Regions from separate parts of the Mus musculus genome. Here regions 1, 2, 4, 5, 6 and 7 are each linked to region 3. Evidence: chromatin contacts called from public HiChIP or PLAC-seq, capture Hi-C and promoter capture Hi-C data. All regions are on one chromosome and are shown on one strand. Each heading gives the region's core, a stretch centred on a gene start, on an enhancer-like site or on the middle of the called end of the contact. The rest is flanking DNA. Distances are from core to core; before and after follow the strand shown. Region 1 holds the start of Lgals9 (lectin, galactose binding, soluble 9). Region 2 overlaps Lgals9 (lectin, galactose binding, soluble 9). Region 3 holds the start of Poldip2 (polymerase (DNA-directed), delta interacting protein 2). Region 4 has its middle 18 kb from the start of Lgals9. Region 5 has its middle 22 kb from the start of Lyrm9. Region 6 has its middle 34 kb from the start of Nos2. Region 7 holds the start of Nos2 (nitric oxide synthase 2, inducible).

Region 1 (2,700 bases), core at 127-2,626, 470 kb before region 3:
CCCACCCCCACCCCAAACCTGTCCTGCAATTCTTTGCTTCACTGATTATTTCCCTTAACTCATAACCTAAGCTGCAGGAGCTGGGTTTTGGTTTTGTGTTTTTGTTTAAGGCAGGGAAAGGCTGGTGATGTAGTTCAGTTGGTGGAGTGCATGTCTAGCTCATAGGAAGCCTTAGGTCCTAACCCCGGCACCATCAGGTAGAGGTGAGTCATAGGTATAATCCAAGCACTTGGGAGGTAGAGGCAGGAGGATCAGAAGTTCAAGGTTGGGGCTGGAGAGATGGCTCACTGGTTAAGAGCGCTAATTGCCCGAAAAACAAAAACAAAACAAAACAAAAAACAAAGACAAAAACAAAAAACCAAAAAAAAGAGCACTGACTGTTCTTATGAAGGTCCAAAGTTCAAATCCCAACAACCACATGGTGGCTTACAACCATCTGTAATGACATCTGACATCCTCTACTGGTGTGTCTGAAGACAGCTACAGTGTACTTACATATAAATAAAAAATAAAAATTATTAAAAAAAAGAAGAAGTTCAAGGCCATCCTTGGCTACATACTGGGTTCAAAGCCAGCCTGGTCTACATGAAGAAAAGGAGGAAGTGGGGAGGGAGGAAAGGAGGAGGGAGCAATTATGTATGTTGTAGACTAGGCATGCTGGGAATTCATGATGGGTCATCTCTCCTGGCTTCAAAACTATTTCAAATATTTCCTAGGGTCTCCTCCCTTGTCACTTGGAATATTCTACTGTGTCCAAAGTATGTTTCCTCTTCTTACCCCAAAACAGAGGGACAGAGGGGAGAGACAAGGAGAACAGACAAATTCACAGGCAGATGGCAATGAAGTTCCCAGGGCCCCCACATAGTCCACATTAACAACCTCAGCGGTGGTGTGTTTCTTGCAAAATAGCTCTCCATGGTTAAGCTTTCACACCAGGGAGAGATGCTTCTTGGAAGCCTACAGCATCACAGAGATTTCGGAGTGCCCGTAAGGAGTTGTGTAACCTTGCTCATGCTGCCCCTTGGTCTTTCTGAGCACTGTTTTCTCTGCACATACAAAGGTCTGAGGAAGGTCTTTTCCACGGATGCCCACCCAGAGGACAAATGAAGGCTCAGCTCTGCTAGATGGGGTGAGGAAGCAGGCTCAGAAGCACAGCCACTTCTGGCCGAGGCTGTCGAGGAACGCCTGCTGGCCATGTGACTGGTTCTCTGGGCAGAGCACAGGAAGGGAAAGTCAAGGCAGAGCAGGGAACACCCAGTGTCCACTGGTCCTAGGTCCTCCCACTGAGTCCCACCTCCAGCCCTCCACCCTGACATCAGCTTTCTTTTTCTCTAGACACTTCCCTCAGCCACTGAGCTCCTCCCCTTGAAGAAGTGCCAAATAGCTGTGGTTTCTGTTTCCTAGCTCAGCCCTGCCCTGCGCAGAGTTCTGTCGTCCACCATCGAGTGAGGAAGAGAGCATTGGTTCCCCTGAGATAGAAGAGATGGCTCTCTTCAGTGCCCAGTCTCCATACATTAACCCGGTGAGTTGTGGGATGCAGTTGTGGGGTGATTGAGGAAAAGCTAACGGCCACATCCAGGGGAAGTTGCTCTGGACCTGTGGGGAAACAACGGAGTGGCACAGATAGAGGGTGGGGTGTCCTGCAGACAGCACATAAGGGACAAACATGCCAGGCATGTCAGCTGGGTCATCCTGATGCAGCTCGTGTCTCATGCTAGGCTTGCTGTGCCTCTGAGGACCCAAGGGTGCCACTCACTATGATTTATGAGGTGAATTAACATGTGCCTGTTCCATGCTACCTGGTAGCATCTACAAAGGAAGGAGACGGTTTATATGATGATGTGGATGGGCTTGTTGGGGGTGGGGGGAGGTAGCAGGTAGCAGATATTCACATGACACTTAAAGTGTCTGCCTTAGAGAGGATCTCTGTTCAGCCATTTACAAACTAGGTGATGTCGCACGCGCAGTACTTTCTCCTCTCTGTATCTGTAAAATGGAAATAATACTTAGTCTGTCTCCTGAGGTTAAAACAAGGAGAAAGCAGATAGCACACGTGGGTGTTTAAACAGCACCTGGAACATGGAGGTGTCTTGGGAGTGCACGGGAGGGGAACAGGGAAGCCCTCCCCTCTGTTCTCCAAGGGCCACATCAGAATTCACCCAAGAACACTTCCAGAGTGTGTGCAGACAGGCAAGTAGGGACTGTCTTTTAGTGCAGGGTGCAAAGGGCTGCCTTGGGCTCCTTTTTCCACCCCCTGTCTATAGGTGGTTTTGTTTATACACTAGGAAGCTTAGTAGCCACACTGTAAGTGGAGACACTGAGACTTTGAGAGGTCGAGGCCTTGCCACATGTCCTCAGATGGTGGGTGACAGCGAAGGAAAGTGCTTTTCCCAGAAGAGGGGATGCTCATGGGGAGATGGCAGTAATGGAGACGAAAGTGATGCTCCCAGGAACCTTCTGTAGAGTCGCCGTGTGTGCAGGTGGGAGATAGCAGGGTCTGTAGGTGAGCTGGCTGCCAGAGCCCAGCGTCAGAGCCTGATCTAGCACGGCTCTGGGCTTTGCTTGGGGCTACCAGTGTCCTCAGCCACAGGGTTAAGGCTTCTAACTTGGGACCTGCATGGAAGGTAGATGGGAAAGCTAGAAGGGACTGTCCAGTGTCTCTGTGGGGCCTTCAAGGGCAGGACGTGTCACAGGGGCATG
Region 2 (2,700 bases), core at 142-2,641, 460 kb before region 3:
AATTACACTATAATTCTTGTTTAAATAACACTCAAGAGTTTTTTTCTGGCCCACCTTATGTTATGGTGGACTTGTCACTTGTTTGTGCTGTGTGGGACACAGCATCCTTTGCATGTGCACCTTCTTCAAGTTACCCACCTTCTCCATGCCCAGGAATCCTGGAAGACTGGCACCAGGGCTTGTTTGTTCATTTATGTATTTCCAGCTCCTTACTTGGTGCTGGCACGCAATAGAGACTCAGAACATGGATTTTTTTTTTTTTTTTTGAATAGTCAGGGAGAACAGGAAGCTAAAAACGGAGGGAGGGATATATGCTGGGATGGCGGTGGGATGTGGGTAGGGAGGAAAGGCCAGCAGCTCTGTGGTCACTCAGGCAGTTGCGGTTCATGATGGCCTGAAATGTCACTTGCCTTCTGCCATACTAACTCTAGGTCTGGCAGGGGATCTGGAAGCCATTGCAGGGTAGCCCAATGTTGACCCTGGCCTGGGAGGATATGGGACATGTAGATGCAATGTGACTTAGCTGGGTTCCCTTGGGATCTTCTTACTCAGTGCCTGGGCCAGCCAGGGCAAGTTGCTTAACCTTTCTGAGCCTCGGACCTCAGCAGGGGGATGGGAGTCAAGGACGCTGGCCTCCTTGGAAAGCACTGAAGCTGTGTGCTCAGTACCCAACAAAGCTAAATGCTAACCAAGTGGGGATCTGGGAGTGTGGCTCACACCTCTGTGGGCCCAGAGAAGCCATGTGGCCAGGCGGGTTGAGTCCTCTCTCAGGGGGCCAGGTACCCCCTCTGCATCCTTGAGAGGGTGAGAATTTAAGTGCTGTGCGGCAGGCTCAGGAAGGAGGTGATACTGACCACTAGGACAACACCTGAACTTTGAGGTCACCTCTCACCCCATGTGATCCCAGAGATAACCACCCTCCCCCTCCCTTGATCCTTTTCAGACTCAGAACTTTCGTCCTGCCCACCAGGCACCCATGGTAAGTCCTCCGCTTGTGTGTGTGTGTGTGTGTGTTTAGAACCTCTTCTTTATGGCTCCAGCATCCCTCATAAGGGCAGACAAGACAACACACACTCCTTACCCCCCAGGCCTCAGGGATATTGGTGGGAGGGGGCTGCAGGTGTGCTTGGCTGGCTCTGATCAAATAGAGAGAACAATGCTGGGGGTGAATTCTGTTGGTGGAGTAGAGTGTTTGAGTAGCGCACACAAATCCCTGAGTTTATCCTCAGTATCCCTCAACAATACATGGTGGTGGCACACAGCTGGATTCCAAGCACTGGCAAGGCTGGTGGGCATAACTCTAACCATAATCTATCTTCCGCTCCCCAGCCCTAGTGTATATGGGTGTCTGGGAGGGACTGTGGTGAAAGACCTGCCTGATTACAGTCCAAGCTTCAGGCTTACGGGTGGATATTATGCAGCGCCCTCTGGTGACAGGTAGTAGTCCTTGTAACGGTGAGAAACCATTTCTTTTTTTCCCAGGCTCAAACTACCATCCATATGGTTCACAGCACCCCTGGACAGATGTTCTCTGTAAGTCTAAAATTTTTGGTTACCTCACAGCCCTACCACTTTCCTTTAGTCAATGGCATAATTCCCTAGAGTCACAAAGTTGGAACCAAAGTACTTAGGACAGACATGGAGAAAGCTGGGGCTGGGCCCTCTGCTAAGAAGAACAGCCCAAACTCTCCTGGGGACAACAGACACTCAGAAGCAGTCTTTATAGGACTATAACTGGCAGGCATTCTGGTTCTCCAGTTGCCCAGGCTGGAGTGTGGTGGCCCCAGACCCTAGCTTGCTAACTAAGCTCAAACCCCCACCGAGTCACTACTGACAGCCAGTCTATCTGTCCTTCCCCTACACAGTGCAGGTGGGAGACCCTGAGTTGATGGGGATGCATGGGAAGTGGCTAAAAGACAAGGGACTGTCGTGGGCTCCAGGAAAAACGCCAGGAAGTTCTGTGTCTGCTGGTGTGACAGAGAAGAGGGACGGGAGGCTCCGAGGGCTGGCTGTTGAAGGTCCCTTGGAGTGTGTGTCACTCGTGTGTCTCTTCCACAGACTCCTGGAATCCCTCCTGTGGTGTACCCCACCCCAGCCTATGTAAGTGGTTTCCTGTGGAGCTCTGGAGCTTTGGCTCATGTTGGGCAGGGTGAGAGGTGAGGGCTTTGTGGGAGAGTTCTCTGACTGACATGACCAGTGAAGGTTCCTGCACCCAGGTAAACAGTTCAAGTATCTATCAGTAGACAGTTGGAAAAGAGCTTTCAACTTTAAAATGGCCCCTTCAGCATGAGCAAATTGTAGACCCGCCTTAGACACCATGACCAAGGCACCTTACAGAAGGAAGAGTTTAATTTGGGGCTTACAAGCTCATGACCATCACAGCAGGGAACCTGGCAGCAAAGAGGCAGGCACAACACCGAAGCAGTAGCTGAGAGCTCGCATTTTGTAGGAGGCCGGGGTTGAGGGGTAGAGGAGGCTGGGAATGGTACAGGTCATTTGAAACCTCAAAGCTTAAACCCCAGCGACACATTTTCTCCAACAAGACCACACCTCCCAATCCTTCACAAACAGTCCCATCAACAGGGGACCAACTATTTAAATATATGAGCCTCTGGATGGTGGAGGGAGGGGCATTCTCATTAAACCCCAACACCCCAACAAGACATTTGTGCCCCAACAATATTCCTCCTCATTATAGTT
Region 3 (2,700 bases), core at 109-2,608:
TCTTATTCTTGCATATCCTGTTTCAATGCACACCTTCACCCACCCTCCGGGTCTTCCCCCCCCCCCACATGTTAACCATCCTTCCAACTTTGCATTTCAGTTCCTGGTATGCATGCCTTGAGTCCATTAAGGACCTGAGAGACATGCCTAGTGTGTAAGAGGTGCTCAAAAAGCATTTGTTCTGAGGCAAGCAGTTCTTCTGTCTCTACTTTTACCCACTGCTGCTTGGCAGTATACTCACTAAGCCTGGCATTTGCTACTTGGAAGAATTGTTCTGAACCAAAAATGGTTCCACACATCGGTAATCCCAGGGCTCTTAAGGCTAAGGCTGGAAAATAACAGGTTCTGGGCCCATCTGGCTACACAGCATGATTCTCCCAATCCTACACATTCAACTGTGCTGTAAATTCTAAGTCTTTACCCTGACCTCAGGACCTAGCATTTCTAGATTCTCAAAGGTACCCCACACAGTACACTTAGCACTGCCGTGTCTCCACCCAGTGTCTTTTCACATTTACTTGTCTTAAATAGCAAATACCTCCCTTAACCACTATCAGGTCATTTCCATCAACTTATCCTTTTAAATAGGATTAATTTTGCTATGGATCCATCAAAGCACTGTAATGTTACTTTGGAAATGTTAACTTCATAGCCAACTTTTCAATCCTGTCTGATCCCTACAAGGCTTTGTTTACACCGCCCCCCCCCCCCCGAGCCTCAACCCCTATTTCCCAAGTCACATGGGCAAAATCAGTCTCCCCAAGGTCACATGGAAACAGGACCCACAAAGGTAGACACTTAAATCGACTTGTTTCCCACAGAATAGCATATTTCTGAGAGTCACTGACCCAAAAGGGCCCGGGGATCCCTGTAGTTGTATTAAATGGCAGCCCACTCCAGGTGCCGGGGACCCCAGCCTGGGAGGCAGGATTCGCCTAAGAAGCGTTACTTGTTCTCCCTCGGAGCTGCCCTGCACTGCCAGGGCCCTGGGCAGTGCTCCCTTCTTTGCTCTTGGCACATGTCCCAAGCAGCCCGTGTCGGCTCTCTCCTCGGGACCCTTTCTCAGGTGGCACTCCGGCTGCCCAAACAGAGTCAGGCCTCCTGGCTTCCTTAGTAGCTAGGTAGAAAACGCTCCCTAGATTCTGGGCCCGGCTCCCTGGCCCCCTCTCTCCGTCCCTCACCGGGACGACAGATGCCTTCGGGTCGTCGCTGTGGCCACCGGCGGAAGGCCCCCTGCTCCACCGACCGCACACAGTGGCCTCGACCCTCGGGTCGTGGCCAGCGACCGAGACCACCAGCGGCTGCCCACTGCTAGGGCCCGTCGGGCCACACAACCAGCCATGTCCCGCCCGAGCGCCCGCTCGGCTGCTGACACAGGGCCCGACCCGCGGCGGGGCGCCGTCCCGCCCCCGCCCCACACTGCCCCGCGCCTAAGCCCCTCCCCTCGGGCCCGCCCCCCGCGGCCGCGTGGGCTCCTCCAGCTACATCCGGCGCCTGTGAGCGGAAGTCCGAGTTTGGGATCACCTGATCAGAGCGTGAGGCAGAAATGGCGTCTTCCTTGCTTGCCGGCGAACGACTGGTTCGCGCTTTGGGTCCTGGCGGAGAACTGGAACGGGAGCAGCTCCCCCGGAAGCTGCGTGCCCAGCTCGAGGCTGCTCTGGGAAAGAAACACGCGGGCAGTGATAATGCCACGGGACCCCGGCGCCTGGTTTCATTCCGTCTCATCCGAGATCTGCATCAGCACCTGAGAGAAAGAAGTGAGCGGTCCCCATTCAAGAGTCGCCGCGTTCTTTTCAGATCTAATCCCTTCTGAGGCGTATTTTCCCCCCATCACTCTCGAGTGCCTACCGAGTTCTCATATATCCAGTCCAAAAGCCTTCTCATAAACCCCAGGTTTACTACTTCCATCTTAACTTCCGTGAAAATTCTTAGTGTGTTACAAAACGTATTTTCAGATTTTGTTGAGTCCTCTTTTAGTGCCACCTAAGTCCATGTGAATTTTTTTAGGAAGTCGAGATTGTAGCCCAGTACTATCTGACAGGTTGAGTTTCTCCATTTGAGGGCCATATATCAATAGTGAGCATATCGTGTTTGGAAAAAGTGATTTTTTTTCCTTCCATCTCAAAGGTAAAGGTGCAAGCCCCAGTTTAGGGGTGAGGGTAGGGAAACGGTAACAACAACAAAAACTATTGAAAGATCTGGATTGAGTCGCATGTAGTTCTAGACATTGTAAAGAAGTCATTTCTCCTTTTCAGACCTATTTACTTATGTTAAGGTAGGGAATAGGGTAAACTGGCATGTAACTTACCTTGCCAGAGTTAACATATCCTGGCCAGAAGTGCAAAGGGTAGATGATCAACTATTTAGACTTAAGAGAATCTTAGAAAAAGATCCTCTAATACAGTGTCCGCTGAGTGTTTAGCATCACAACCCAATCCTGACTAGGACAGATCTATTATTTTCACAGAAATAACCTACCATTGGTAGTGGTGAGGTAGGGTTGGTAACGAAGACTGACAGTTAAAGTCCACTCTATGACACTAAAAAATACTTAGGTGGAATTGTCCTAAATCTTTCCTAGTTGAAAGTTATCTTGAGTAAAATGAAAAATAATTGAATAAACACAAGGAGAGAAAGAAAATGATCACAAGGTTGGGCATGGCACGTACCTGAAACCCAAGGGGCTGAGGCAGTAAGATT
Region 4 (2,700 bases), core at 159-2,658, 490 kb before region 3:
TCTCAGAAGACCACCTTACTACCATAGCCAGGCCAGGAAAAAACAAATGACAGAAAACCCAGCATGCCCACTCCGCCGCCTGAGCGCCTGACAACCAGCTGCTCCTTAACCCCCAGTCCCCTTCGGAAGTAGACCTGCCACCAGTTTTGACTTACAGTGAGAAAACAGAGGTATTGAGACTAGAATGCTTGCCTGGTTTCACCTAACTGCCAAGGCTCCATGCACAGACTCTCCTCAGACCTGGAGCAAACTCACTTCCTTCGCAGCAGGTAGTAATTTCCATCACCATAACGCCCAACCCAAATGATTCTATTTTATTACCCCTTGAAAGGAAAGATCCCCTTAATCCCAGGGTGGGAGAACTGTGCACGGCGCTCCCTCCAGCAGAGACTCTTCATGGGTAGAGTAGACTCCTGGAGGGCTTGTGAGGCTCCGGAGCTGGCCTTCTCCCTGACCTTAACCTTGACCTGGCACCCAGTACCTATGGTCGTCTGTGCTGGATACATGAGTCATTCTTTAAGATGCATTGTTGACCCAATCAGGTGAGCATAAGACCACTGTCACAACATTTGAGCCCAATTTGAAGCAAACTTTATTAAATACTGGCCAGGAGGATGGACACTAGCCAGGTCCATACCCAGGATTCTCAGAGAGTGGCCACAAATGACGTTAGTCGGGTGCTTATAAAGACAAACCCCACAGGACTACATACTTCCTGCCTTTGTCCAACTGGAGGCAAACATACATCCTGATGTGCGTCCCGCCTCAGCAGCTACAGCTTACATCTGATCAAACACATCCTGTGCAGCTGGGCCAACCGACTTGCTTTCAGAAGTAAAGATATATGATATGGCTTCTTATCTTCCAATGAGCCACAGTGTCCAGTATTCTAGGAAGTTATCTGTCTCTGGGCAAGCAGGGCTCATGAGTTAGAGAGGTTTTTGTTTTATAGATCTTTAAGCTTGGTAATTAAGACTTAAAGCAAAACCCTAGCCCTCACAGCATCCTAAATGTGTAGCTTGGAGGGGACAACAGTGAGAAAATGTCAATTTCCAGCCATGTCCTACAACCACACAGCCCGGTTGCAATTGCTGAGGCGGCTGGAGCTACATTGTGCTAACTGTCCCTTCCTAGCTACAGCTGATGTGTTTGCTTAAGGCTTGTTACAGCCTCAAGGTGGGGAGAGTTGACGCAGCTGCTTCATCTGTTCCCTCCCCCACACTCCATTCCCAGAAATCAGCTGATATCCTTAAGAAGTTCTCCATAGCATCCGGTTCTCCCTGTAGACTTGTCCCAGAAGGAGGGAGGATTGGAGAGGGAACCAAAGGGCAGACCCTGATGAGCCTATGTCCTTGTTCTGCCTTGTAAGGGAATCTTAGCTCCCTTCGCCACACCCCTCCAGGTGTCTGCTTCCCACAGGATCAGTTTCAATTTCCCCAGGCAAGAAGCATGACTCAGCAGCTGTTCAGGCAGGAAGGCTGGGCCTACCGAACTTCAGGTTCATGCTGTACTGGACCTGGAGTCTCCTGACCTGCCCAAAATTACTAACATCATTTGTGGCCATTCTCTGGAAATCCTGGGTATGGGCCTAGCTAGTGTCCATCCTCCTGGCTAGTATTTAATAAAGCTTGCTTCAAATTGGGCTCAAACATTGTGACAGTGGTTTGATTTCCCTGTGAACATTCGAATGAAACATTGCCCAGTGAGTACAAGACACAGACGTAAACACCAAAAGAGGCACAGCTGGGAACCTGCGGCAGGAGGATTGCTATGAGTGTGAGGCTATCCAGGGCTTCAGAATGATACACTGTCCCCACAAACCAAAAGCTGGAAGAAGAGCTTCTGGGGGCAGTGAGAAAGAGGACAGCCTGTCCTAGTGACGCAGTGAGCCCCACATGTTACCCCTGACTGTCAGCCTGCAGGCATCTGGCCCCCAGTCCCTCACTAGGTGCTTTCTGGGTTATGGCTAATCCTCTCTGAGATTATGGGATAACAGTAGAGACGATGACAGCTCTAGGTCATTGCTGTCTCTGCTCATATACAGAAAGGCATGAATTTTGGTTTTTGTGGTGATGGAGGGTGGGGCAAGATCTGTGCGTGTATGTGTGTGTATACATACATATACATGTATGTGCAATATATTACACAATTTGTAATACATTGCATACATGTATGTGTATATTAGGGCTGGAGAGATGGCTCAGCAGTTAATAGCTTGCTGCTCTTGCAAAGAGCCTGGATTTGATTCCCAGCATCCACATGGTTGCTCACAAGGGTCCCTAACTCCAGCTCCAGGATATCTCACACCCTCTTCTGATATCCATGGGCGCTGCACAAACAGGCATGCATGCAGATAAAACACTTGTACACATGAGTAAAAATAAATCTTGGGGCTGGAGAGATGGCTCAGTGGTTAAGAGCACTGACTGCTCTTCCGGAGAACCTGAGTTCAATTCCCAGCAACCACATGGTGGCTCGCATCCATCTGTAATGGGATCTGATGCCCAATTCTGCTGTGTCTGAAGAGAGCAATAGTGTACTCATATACATAAAAAAAATAAATAAATCTTTAAAAAAAATTTTTTTTTTTTATAAAAGGTGGTAATGGTCTTGTTCTTGCCTAGTGTGATTAACACCTTTCTCACTGATGGGAGTCCTCCCCTCAGAAGGGTCCCCTGTGCCACTTCCCAGTCAGCTTGC
Region 5 (2,700 bases), core at 193-2,692, 340 kb before region 3:
GCTAGTTGGGAAAGAGCAAAACTATAAGGCCTAAGCATTCATAAATAAATAATAAGTGTCTGTGTCATTATTGGAAGCTGGCCAGTTGAGACAGCCCAGTGATACTATGTAATTGAAGATAATCCTTGATCCTCCTGCCTATTCTTCCAATCGCTGGCTGGGATTATAGGAACACAACAACAATAACAGTAACAATGATTTTATTGTTATTATTATAAATAAAATGTAACTTTAAAACAATAAATAGGAGTTGGAGAATTGACTCAGCAGTGATGGGCACTTGGTGCTCTTGGCAGAGGGCTCAGCTACCGTTCCCAGGATCCACACGGTGGCTCCCAACCATCTGTAGCTGTAGTCAGGCATTCACACACATGGCACACTTAGCATGCATGTGAGCCAAGCACTCAAACATTTAAAATAAAGAATAGGGCTGGTGAGATGGCTCAGTGGTTAAGCACTGACTGCTCTTCCAAAGGTCCTGAGTTCAAATCCCAGCAACCACATGGTGGCTCACAACCATCTGTAATGAGATCTGACACCCTCTTCTGGTATGTCTAAAGACATCTACAGTGTACTTATATATAATAATAAATAAATATAAAAATAAATTAATTAAATAAAATAAAATGAATAAGTCTTGCCAGGTGGTGGTAGAATTCAGGAGGCAGAGGCAGGTGGATCTCTGAGTTAGAGGCCAGCCTGGTCTTCAGAGCAAGTTCCAGGACAGCCAGGGGTATACACAAAGCAACAGTTTTTTTAAAAAAATCTAACTAATTAAGTATAATGGAAATAAGCTTGCTACATATTAGCTTATTCTATAGAAAGTAACTATAATCTAGGCTGGTTTTGAGCTCATTGCAGCCTCCTGCCTCAGTTTCCACATAGTCTTCTTGATACTACATCAAAACTGTAAGCACTGATAAAATAGTAACAGAGACACTTACAGGAACAAGAGGCAAAGTTCTCACGCCCTGAGTCCACCAAGAGCGCTAACCATTGAGTCTTTCTCCTCCTTAGTAAACAATGTATGATGCACATCTGCCCCTATTTCCTTATATCTTATCACAAGGGAAAACCCGACCAGGTAGAGGACAGTGCTATGATGTCTGCAGGAACAAGCTGGCCATTGACCTGTCATACACAGGAAAGTCCCACCATGAGGAAGAAAGTCCGTAAAGCACTACCCAGTCCCCAAAGCCCCAGCCCGCCTCTGGCCACCTGGTAAATGGCTTGCTGTCAGCTGCAGCCCCATGCTGGGTCTTCTTCCTTAGTCCCATTTCTAATTAAGCCGTTGCTTGGCAGCTCCGTTGTACCATAGCCTCCGTTTTTGTTTCTGTGATCACTGGGATCGGGAACTGCCTGGTGACTCTGGTGGGTGTGCGAGATAATGCCAGGGCAGGTGCAATGCACTGGACCTCAGGCCTCCAGACACCATCTCCTCCAGCAGCTAGGCAACCTCCCCGGTGTGCTTGTATTCTTCCCCAGAGTAGGGCTGTAATGGCCCCAGCAGGAGAGGAGACATCCTAGAGACATTAATGTCCTTCATCAGTTAGAATATTTGGACTATGGGCCCCAAGGAAATTCCCTCAGAAATCCCGTGCTGGGAGAGTCAGAGGCAGGTAATCAATCTTTCTCCCCCTTCCTTCCTCCCTCTACCCCACCGGCCCCTTTTCCTCTTTCCAAAAACCAAAGTGCATAAACCACACCCTTTTCTTGCCTTTCTTGGTAGCTGGGGAATTCCCAGAGCACTGGAGACCTGAGTGGCAGACTCCATAGCTTGTGGACCTGGAGCCCCAGAGTTTCTAGACTCTGGCAGAGTAGGAAGAACACACCCACTTTTTCCCTGGAATCCTTTCCTCTTCTCTCTTAATTCCCATTCAAGTTAGGTCATGAGATGCTGACCTGTGGTGTTTGAGTTGGGGCACCGGACTTTGTCCTTTTTGGATCTTGCTATCAAATGTCCTACAGGTTAGGATGCCATAGTCCTGCTGTGTTCAAGCCAAGAGTGGCAGGAGGCAGACTTCTCTTAAGACTGGCCATCCTGGGTTAAAAAAATCACTGGCAGGGGACTAAGGTAGCATGTGAAAGTCTCTTGCTGTGTGTGTGTGTGTGTGTGTGTGTGTGTGTGTGTGTGTGTGTGTGTGTGTGTGTGTGTGTGTGTGTATGTTTTTTCTTTCTCTTTCCTGTCTTCCTTTCCATACTGGCTCCCATTTCCCACAAACCAGTCTGCTTTCATAACCTCTAAACAGCCTTTGCGGAAAATAATTTCTTGATTGCTATCAGGTCCAAAGTTTCATACACACACACACCACTACCCCAATGGCAGTCCTGGCAACAAACGTTCTAAATAGAAGAACTTTGGCCAGAAAAACACAAGCCAGAAGGTAGGTTTCTGTTTACCAGAAACCTCCCTTGATCCATTATCTGCCAGGATCTCTCTTCATCTACCACAAAGGTCAGCTACGTCAGGCAAGAGCATCTAGTTCCTGGTCAATAATGCCTGAATCTCTCGAAGCCCCCTATGTTTGCTGACTGCCGTAGGAAATCTGCTTGCCTTTCTCCATCTTGCTCTGCCCCCTGCCCAGAGATTAGTTTGGGCAGTTTGGTCCCCAGCAAATTTTTCTTTTTAGCCATGAGAGGTCTAGTTTGGTGGTTTCACTGTGCCCTCCCTTATAATCCTTGGACAATCCAGCTGAGACC
Region 6 (2,700 bases), core at 166-2,665, 370 kb before region 3:
TTGTGTGCACATGTTTATATTAATGTGTGCTACATGTGTGCACCCACAGAGAGCACAAGAGGATGTTGGATCCCCTGGAGTTAGAGATACAGGTAGTTGTGAGTCACTCAACATGAGTGTTAGAAATTGAACTTGGGTTCTCTTCCTCTGGAATAGCAACTAAATACTCTTAACTACTAAGTTATCATCCCAGTAAATTTTAATTTTTTTTAATTTGAGAAGACTAGGAGATTAAGTTAGCCACATCAATCTGGTTATATGGATACACAGTGGCATTTCAGGTTATTCATTAGTACTCATATTTTATCTATTTTGTTTTGTTTTTAAGATTTATTTATTTATTTTATGCATATGAGCACACTGTTGCTGTCTTCAGACACACCAGAAGAGGGCATCTTATCCCATTACAGATGGTTGTGAACCACCATGTAGTTGCTGGGAATTGAACTCAAGACCTCTGGAAGACCTTAACCTCTGGAAGTCTGTGCTCTTAACCACTGAGCCACCTCTCCAGCCCCTTGTTTTGTTTTGTTTTGTTTTGTTTTTTTTTTTTTGAGACAGTTTCTCTGTACAGCCCTGGCTGTCCTAGAACTCACTTTGTAGACCAGGCTGGCCTTGAACTCAAAGATCCGCCTTCCTCTGCCTCCAAGCATACTGAGACTGTGGGTGTGCACGAGCACTGGCCAGCTAGTACTTGTGTTTTTTAAAAATGTTACTTATTTAATGTGTATTTGTGTGCACCATATATGTGCAGTGCCAGAGGAGGTCTAAAGACAATATTGGATCCCCTGGGACTGGAATAACAGGCAGTTGTGCACCACTAAGTGACTGCTGGGAACCAAACCTTGATCTTAATCCCTCAGCCATCTCTCCAGCTGCTAGTTCAAAAGAGATGGCTACATGGAGCTATGAACTAAATTCCTTGCCACTAAAGGAGGAAGAGAAAGGAAGGGGGAGGGGAAGGGAGGGGCGGCTAGGAGCAAGAGATCTGAGAGCAAGGTATCTGTTTTTAATTCTGCGCTCCTCCCTTGTGAACGGCAGGGTTTATTAATCCAAAGAGGCTGGAGGACCCCCCTGCAAATGCCCATCATGGTTGCTAGAAGGGTTGCTATGATACTCAGCCTTTGCATAGGCAATCACAGTACCAGCAGCTGCAAAAGAAAAGGCAGCCAGAGTGCCCCAGAAACACTCTGTCTTTGAATATAAAATCAAACATTGCAACTGGGCCAGCTTGTCTGCTGGTGAGGGTGGAAGAAAAGCCTAGGGCCGGGATGTTTGCCTCTGAGCCGGGATGACTCTTCCTAGAGTTGTCAGGCCTGGCTGGTTTCCACTACCCAGCAGGATTGTGCTGTGACAATGCCAAAACAAGCAGACTGGGAATTCCCTCCAGCTGAAGCCTCTGCTCAGGCACTGCGCTCCACACTGGTGTTTTCACTTTCTCTTTCTCCCCAGCATCACACGGGGTAATACAGCATTGTGCAAGCTGTAGCAGAAACAAGCTTCCCGGGGGGGGGGGGGGGGGGGGGGGGGGGGATTTTGGGTGTCTTGTATTATCTTCACAAAGCTCCTCTTTCTGGAAGTCCAGTTGAGGTACCGCCTGCCTCTGAACTGATGTTGAAAGGATCTGAGCCATGGGTTCAGGCCTGGTGTGGGTGATCAGTTAGAAGTGAGTGACCTCATTAGACTCCACAGGCTCATGTTTCCATGGTAAGGCCCAAACCAAACCACAGGCTGTCAATCAGGCCTCTGGGCAAGAGAGGCCACAAGAGAATCTGTGAGGCTGCCCACCCAGTGATGGAGCCCCTGCCCTCAATTCTGGCAAACTCCAGCTGCTCAGGTGACCCCAGTTAGAAGAGCAGGTGAGTGAGCCCCTGCCAGCTGAGCTGCCCCACTCCCTAGATTTGGGTCCCTAAGACTATTCTACTCTCCCCCTGATCCCATCCCACCTTACTGGCTTGCCCATGGCCACACCAGTCAGAAGAACAGACTCCAGCTGCTCAGGTGCAAGCCACACCCATCAGAAAAACAAAAACCACCCCCCTCTGCTGCACCAAAGGCCAAGCAAGTTACCAAAAGTCCAGCCCCAAACCTGGTCAGAGATTCCCTAGTGGTTCAGAGTTCAAATAAACTGCTAAGAATGCATGCCACGGAAACCAAAGAGGAATCAGAAATCAAGGAGCAAAGCACTCATCCAACAAGGACAAACTCAGAAATCAGCATCTAGACCTACAATCATCCCAAATCCAGATGCCTAACTGCCAGAGTAGGAACACAGCAGCCAGAGCAGTGCGACACCATCAGAGCCCAGCTATCCTATGACAGCCAGACCTGAATATTTCAATGCAGCTGGAGCGCGAGAAGATGACCTTAAAACCAACTTTACGAAGATAATAGAGGCCTTTAAAAAAGAAATGGGAAAAATAAAATCCCTTAAAGAAATCAAAGAAAAGACAAGCAAAAAAAAAAAAAAAAAAAAAAAATTGAAGAACCTGTGGTCTAATGTCCCAGTGACCTGCTGGGTGCCTGCTTGCTCCTCTGAAAGTGCTTCTGAAAGAGTGTGCGCCCCTCCTGCTCTGCCTGATTCTCAAACCCATGAAAGGTTTATATGTCATCATTTCTATTCTTGCCTTGAGTTCTAAGAAGCCCAGATCAAATCCCCCCTCCTCTCCGTTGCCCTCTCTTTCTGACAAGATCTTGCTA
Region 7 (2,700 bases), core at 143-2,642, 410 kb before region 3:
CCTAACAGAACAGAGCCTTCTCACGGGCGGGCGCTAGTGTCCCAGAGAATGGAGACAGAGCCCAGCTAAGGCTAGCACAGAAGTGCTCTCTCTCCATGCTTGCACTCGGCAGTTTTATTTGGAGTTGAAATCTTGTGGGACAGACTCCAGTTCTACAAAGACACATAACAAACCAAACTTGGGATAACTTGGGATGCCACATAGCCACCTACCAAGGACAGCAAGCATCCACAAGCTTCCTTAGGACAATTCAGTTTCTCTTGGCAGGAGTTACTCCATGGCCTCCAGCAAGGTGGGCAGGAGCTGGGGTCACTAATACAGGAGTGTGTGCATCTGCCTGACCCTTCCTGCCACCTGCTGACCAGAGAGAGGGGCAAGCACTTGTCATTAGTACCCTTCCCTCTGGACCTGCACTTGGGGCTAGCACTCAAGTCCTGGCCACCTTTCCTTTGATTTGGGAGTCATCACGCATCCTGAGCCAAGGACACTAGGTCACATGTTCCTTCTTCTTCTTTGTTACTTGAGAAGAAGTCAATGATTTGTATAAAAGAGCATTAAACTCTCCAGAGTTGAGATTATATCCTTTACGAAAAAGACAAGAAATAGAAAGTGGAACTGCCCTGAGAGTATGTGGCTTCTCCTTGGCGAGTGCCCTCCCTGAGGAAAGATATACTTGGAAGATACGGGGGGGGGGGGTACAAGAACCCACCTAAGGGGAACAGTGAAACTCAGAGTCCCGATGAACTGGACCCTACCCTGAGTTTTTCTAGTTACTCATCTAAATCAAGTTAGTTAACTGAAACTCATTGCTTCACTCCTAAAATGGGATTAATAATAACCATCTTATCAGATCTGGGTGGGGCAGAGGGCACATCTCATAAAGATGAGTAAAGTAAGCTATATGTATTAACACCACCCCCCCCAGCCTATTCGGAGCTTTCTAGAAAGTTTATCCTTTGTAGTGTAATCACCACAGTAAACATTTGCAGAGAAGAAATCTGACCACACGCCCTGTTCAACTGGCAGACCCTTCTGTGGGTGTGCTTCTTACACCTTCCATATCAGCTTCAGTCCAGCCACAAAAAGAGGGGTGGGGTGGGGGGAGAAGGGAAAGCCTGGTTTTCTGGGCTTTCCCAAGCAGGAAGACACTCCTAAGAGCAGCTGTCCCCAACACAAGACTCACCTTGCAGTTGACTAGGCTACTCCGTGGAGTGAACAAGACCCAAGCGTGAGGAGCCTCAGAAGTGTCTCTAACAGCTCAGTCCCTTCACCAAGGTGGCTGAGAAGTTTCAAACCAGTGACACTGTGTCCCGTGGGGCCAGAGTCTCAGTCTTCAACTCCCTGTAAAGTTGTGACCCTGGCAGCAGCCATCAGGTATTTATACCCCTCCAGGCTCTGCAGAGCTATTTTGCATAACTGTTCCCAAAGGGAGAGTCCCCAGTTGGGTGTGCAAGTTAGCTCATTCATGATGGACACTCCTAGTCTGTGTGCTTGATTACATCACTCTGTGGTGTATCCTCATGCAAGGCCATCTCTTCCTGGTCGCCCGTCCAAGGCAGTGGCCCCTAGGCAGCACGTAGTCACTTCAAAACTGGGACTCACTAGGGAGGGAGGCTGGCTTTTCTTAGCTAAACCACATACCCTGGCTTGCAGCTGCTGAGGGATTTTGTTCTGGGCACGGAGCTCTCTGGCTTTCTGTCTGTTCTCTCAGTGAGGTTAGATGGTGCCAATATTCCAACACGCCCAGGACACATTCATCAGGAGGTTTTCTAGAAAGGATGGAAGGCAAGCTGTGGGCACAGATGCCGTCTGACCAGCATTTCCCCACTAGTAGTAAGTCAGCTTGGGCAGAATAGTGGATGGGCTGTGCTGAGTGAAGCCTTTTTATTTTTTTTCTCAGTGGCATTCTCTCTCTCTCTCTCTCTCTCCCTCTCTCTCTCTCTCTCTCTCTCTGTGTGTGTGTGTGTGTGTGTGTGTGTGTGTGTGGTGTGTGTGTGTTTGTATGTGTGGGTGACTTCTTATATATAGGATTATAATGTCCTACCTGGGTGTGGTGGCATAAGCCTTTAATCCCGGGATTCAGGAGACAGAGAAAGGCTGATCCCTGAGTTTGGGCTAGCCTGGTCTACAGAGTAAGTTCTAGGATAAGCCAGGAACACTACACAGAAAAACCCTGTTCTGAGAAACAAACAAAAACGAATAAATTATAATTTCTTACAATGCTTCCAATAAAGCATTCACACATGGCATGGAATTTTCCATTATGAAAGTGAAATATTGACAGTGTTAGGGGAAAAGGAACAAACAGAGAGAGGGAAAATCCCCCTAGCACATCCTGCCAGGGTCCACTCATCTTCGCATGGTCCCCAAAGTCAGCTCAGCCTCGTGTTTTGCCCTTGTCTGAGGTACACAGACTAAGTCACCCAAAAAGTGTGTGGCCTCAATAGTTGGGAGAACAAATAAATTGTTGATTGAATAAATGAATTACAAATCAAGTAATTGGGCTGGGGAGATGGCTCAGTTGGTAAAGTGCTTGCCTTGCATGTACAAGGACCTAAGTTCAAAAGCTGGGCATGGGTTGGTGAGATAAGGAATTTACACACACACACACACACACACACACACACACACACACACACACACACAAACACACACACACACACACACACCAGTCAATAGGTCAATGATAAAATGCTGGGT

Evidence for each region. Promoter capture Hi-C pulls out the DNA fragments that hold promoters and counts their contacts. HiChIP or PLAC-seq counts read pairs in DNA pulled down with a chosen protein or histone mark. Capture Hi-C pulls out chosen DNA fragments and counts their contacts.
Region 1: a contact with region 3 is called in a promoter capture Hi-C map of hippocampal neurons, with 3 times the contacts expected there. The contact joins the promoter of Lgals9 here to the promoter of Poldip2 in region 3. A contact is called at or near these places in 5 of 39 promoter capture datasets (cranial neural crest, embryonic stem cells, hippocampal neurons and 1 more), 1 of 484 Hi-C or Micro-C datasets (liver), 8 of 115 datasets of contacts at active chromatin or transcription factors (bone marrow-derived macrophages, craniofacial prominence, large pre-B cells and 5 more) and 2 of 9 other capture datasets (liver and macrophages).
Region 2: a contact with region 3 is called in an H3K4me3 HiChIP or PLAC-seq map of the SCID.adh cell line, with 9 read pairs. The contact joins the enhancer-like site here to the promoter of Poldip2 in region 3. A contact is called at or near these places in 7 of 39 promoter capture datasets (the 3T3-L1 cell line, cranial neural crest, embryonic stem cells and 2 more), 2 of 15 datasets of contacts at CTCF or cohesin (embryonic stem cells and pro-B cells), 1 of 484 Hi-C or Micro-C datasets (embryonic stem cells), 21 of 115 datasets of contacts at active chromatin or transcription factors (the SCID.adh cell line, T-cell acute lymphoblastic leukemia, bone marrow-derived macrophages and 13 more) and 3 of 9 other capture datasets (adipose tissue, liver and pancreatic islet).
Region 4: an H3K4me3 HiChIP or PLAC-seq map of embryonic stem cells shows a contact between it and region 3, with 4 times the contacts expected there. The contact joins the enhancer-like site here to the promoter of Poldip2 in region 3. A contact is called at or near these places in 6 of 115 datasets of contacts at active chromatin or transcription factors (bone marrow-derived macrophages, embryonic forebrain, embryonic stem cells and 2 more) and 1 of 9 other capture datasets (liver).
Region 5: an H3K4me3 HiChIP or PLAC-seq map of the SCID.adh cell line shows a contact between it and region 3, with 9 read pairs. The contact joins the enhancer-like site here to the promoter of Poldip2 in region 3. A contact is called at or near these places in 7 of 39 promoter capture datasets (3T3-L1-derived adipocytes, the HPC-7 cell line, embryonic stem cells and 3 more), 2 of 484 Hi-C or Micro-C datasets (bone marrow-derived macrophages and cardiomyocytes), 23 of 115 datasets of contacts at active chromatin or transcription factors (the 230-238 cell line, the HPC-7 cell line, the SCID.adh cell line and 13 more) and 2 of 9 other capture datasets (adipose tissue and pancreatic islet).
Region 6: an H3K4me3 HiChIP or PLAC-seq map of bone marrow-derived macrophages shows a contact between it and region 3, with 5 times the contacts expected there. The contact joins the enhancer-like site here to the promoter of Poldip2 in region 3. A contact is called at or near these places in 1 of 15 datasets of contacts at CTCF or cohesin (the NIH/3T3 cell line), 8 of 115 datasets of contacts at active chromatin or transcription factors (the 230-238 cell line, the SCID.adh cell line, bone marrow-derived macrophages and 4 more) and 2 of 9 other capture datasets (liver and pancreatic islet).
Region 7: a capture Hi-C map of macrophages shows a contact between it and region 3, with 5 times the contacts expected there. The contact joins the promoter of Nos2 here to the promoter of Poldip2 in region 3. A contact is called at or near these places in 7 of 39 promoter capture datasets (the 3T3-L1 cell line, the HPC-7 cell line, cranial neural crest and 4 more), 2 of 484 Hi-C or Micro-C datasets (CD4 T cells and CD8 T cells), 10 of 115 datasets of contacts at active chromatin or transcription factors (acute myeloid leukemia, astrocytes, bone marrow-derived macrophages and 5 more) and 5 of 9 other capture datasets (adipose tissue, embryonic stem cells, liver and 2 more).

Annotation. Positions count from the first base shown.
Region 1 is chr11:78,983,600-78,986,299 of GRCm38.p6, reverse strand. It overlaps Lgals9 (lectin, galactose binding, soluble 9), which reads left to right and starts at 1,376. Exons shown (of 10, transcript NM_001159301.1): 1 at 1,376-1,522. The coding sequence starts at 1,484.
Region 2 is chr11:78,966,277-78,968,976 of GRCm38.p6, reverse strand. Lgals9 (lectin, galactose binding, soluble 9) reads left to right here. Exons shown (of 10, transcript NM_001159301.1): 5 at 944-979; 6 at 1,483-1,533; 7 at 2,059-2,100. Among named protein-coding and RNA genes, the nearest start is that of Lgals9, 17 kb to the left of the region's middle. Within about 2 kb of position 1,391, at least 20 of the 459 cell types and tissues checked have an H3K27ac peak or open chromatin away from gene starts, as enhancers often do. A contact at or near this core is called in the SCID.adh cell line and liver, where this site is marked.
Region 3 is chr11:78,510,954-78,513,653 of GRCm38.p6, reverse strand. Poldip2 (polymerase (DNA-directed), delta interacting protein 2) reads right to left here and starts at 1,358. Exons shown (of 11, transcript NM_026389.3): 1 at 1,182-1,358. The coding sequence starts at 1,342. It overlaps Tmem199 (transmembrane protein 199), which reads left to right and starts at 1,486. Exons shown (of 6, transcript NM_199199.3): 1 at 1,486-1,757. The coding sequence starts at 1,547.
Region 4 is chr11:79,001,324-79,004,023 of GRCm38.p6, reverse strand. No RefSeq gene overlaps it. Among named protein-coding and RNA genes, the nearest start is that of Lgals9, 18 kb to the right of the region's middle. Within about 2 kb of position 1,408, at least 150 of the 459 cell types and tissues checked have an H3K27ac peak or open chromatin away from gene starts, as enhancers often do. A contact at or near this core is called in embryonic stem cells, where this site is marked.
Region 5 is chr11:78,847,698-78,850,397 of GRCm38.p6, reverse strand. No RefSeq gene overlaps it. Among named protein-coding and RNA genes, the nearest start is that of Lyrm9, 22 kb to the right of the region's middle. Within about 2 kb of position 1,442, at least 26 of the 459 cell types and tissues checked have an H3K27ac peak or open chromatin away from gene starts, as enhancers often do. A contact at or near this core is called in the SCID.adh cell line and liver, where this site is marked.
Region 6 is chr11:78,885,901-78,888,600 of GRCm38.p6, reverse strand. No RefSeq gene overlaps it. Among named protein-coding and RNA genes, the nearest start is that of Nos2, 34 kb to the left of the region's middle. Within about 2 kb of position 1,415, at least 225 of the 459 cell types and tissues checked have an H3K27ac peak or open chromatin away from gene starts, as enhancers often do. A contact at or near this core is called in the 230-238 cell line, the NIH/3T3 cell line, bone marrow-derived macrophages and 3 more, where this site is marked.
Region 7 is chr11:78,919,479-78,922,178 of GRCm38.p6, reverse strand. It overlaps Nos2 (nitric oxide synthase 2, inducible), which reads right to left and starts at 1,392. Exons shown (of 27, transcript NM_010927.4): 1 at 1,184-1,392. RefSeq lists cis regulatory regions at 1,396-1,562, 2,171-2,190, enhancers at 1,565-1,585, 2,115-2,382, 2,678-2,690 and a promoter at 1,190-2,700.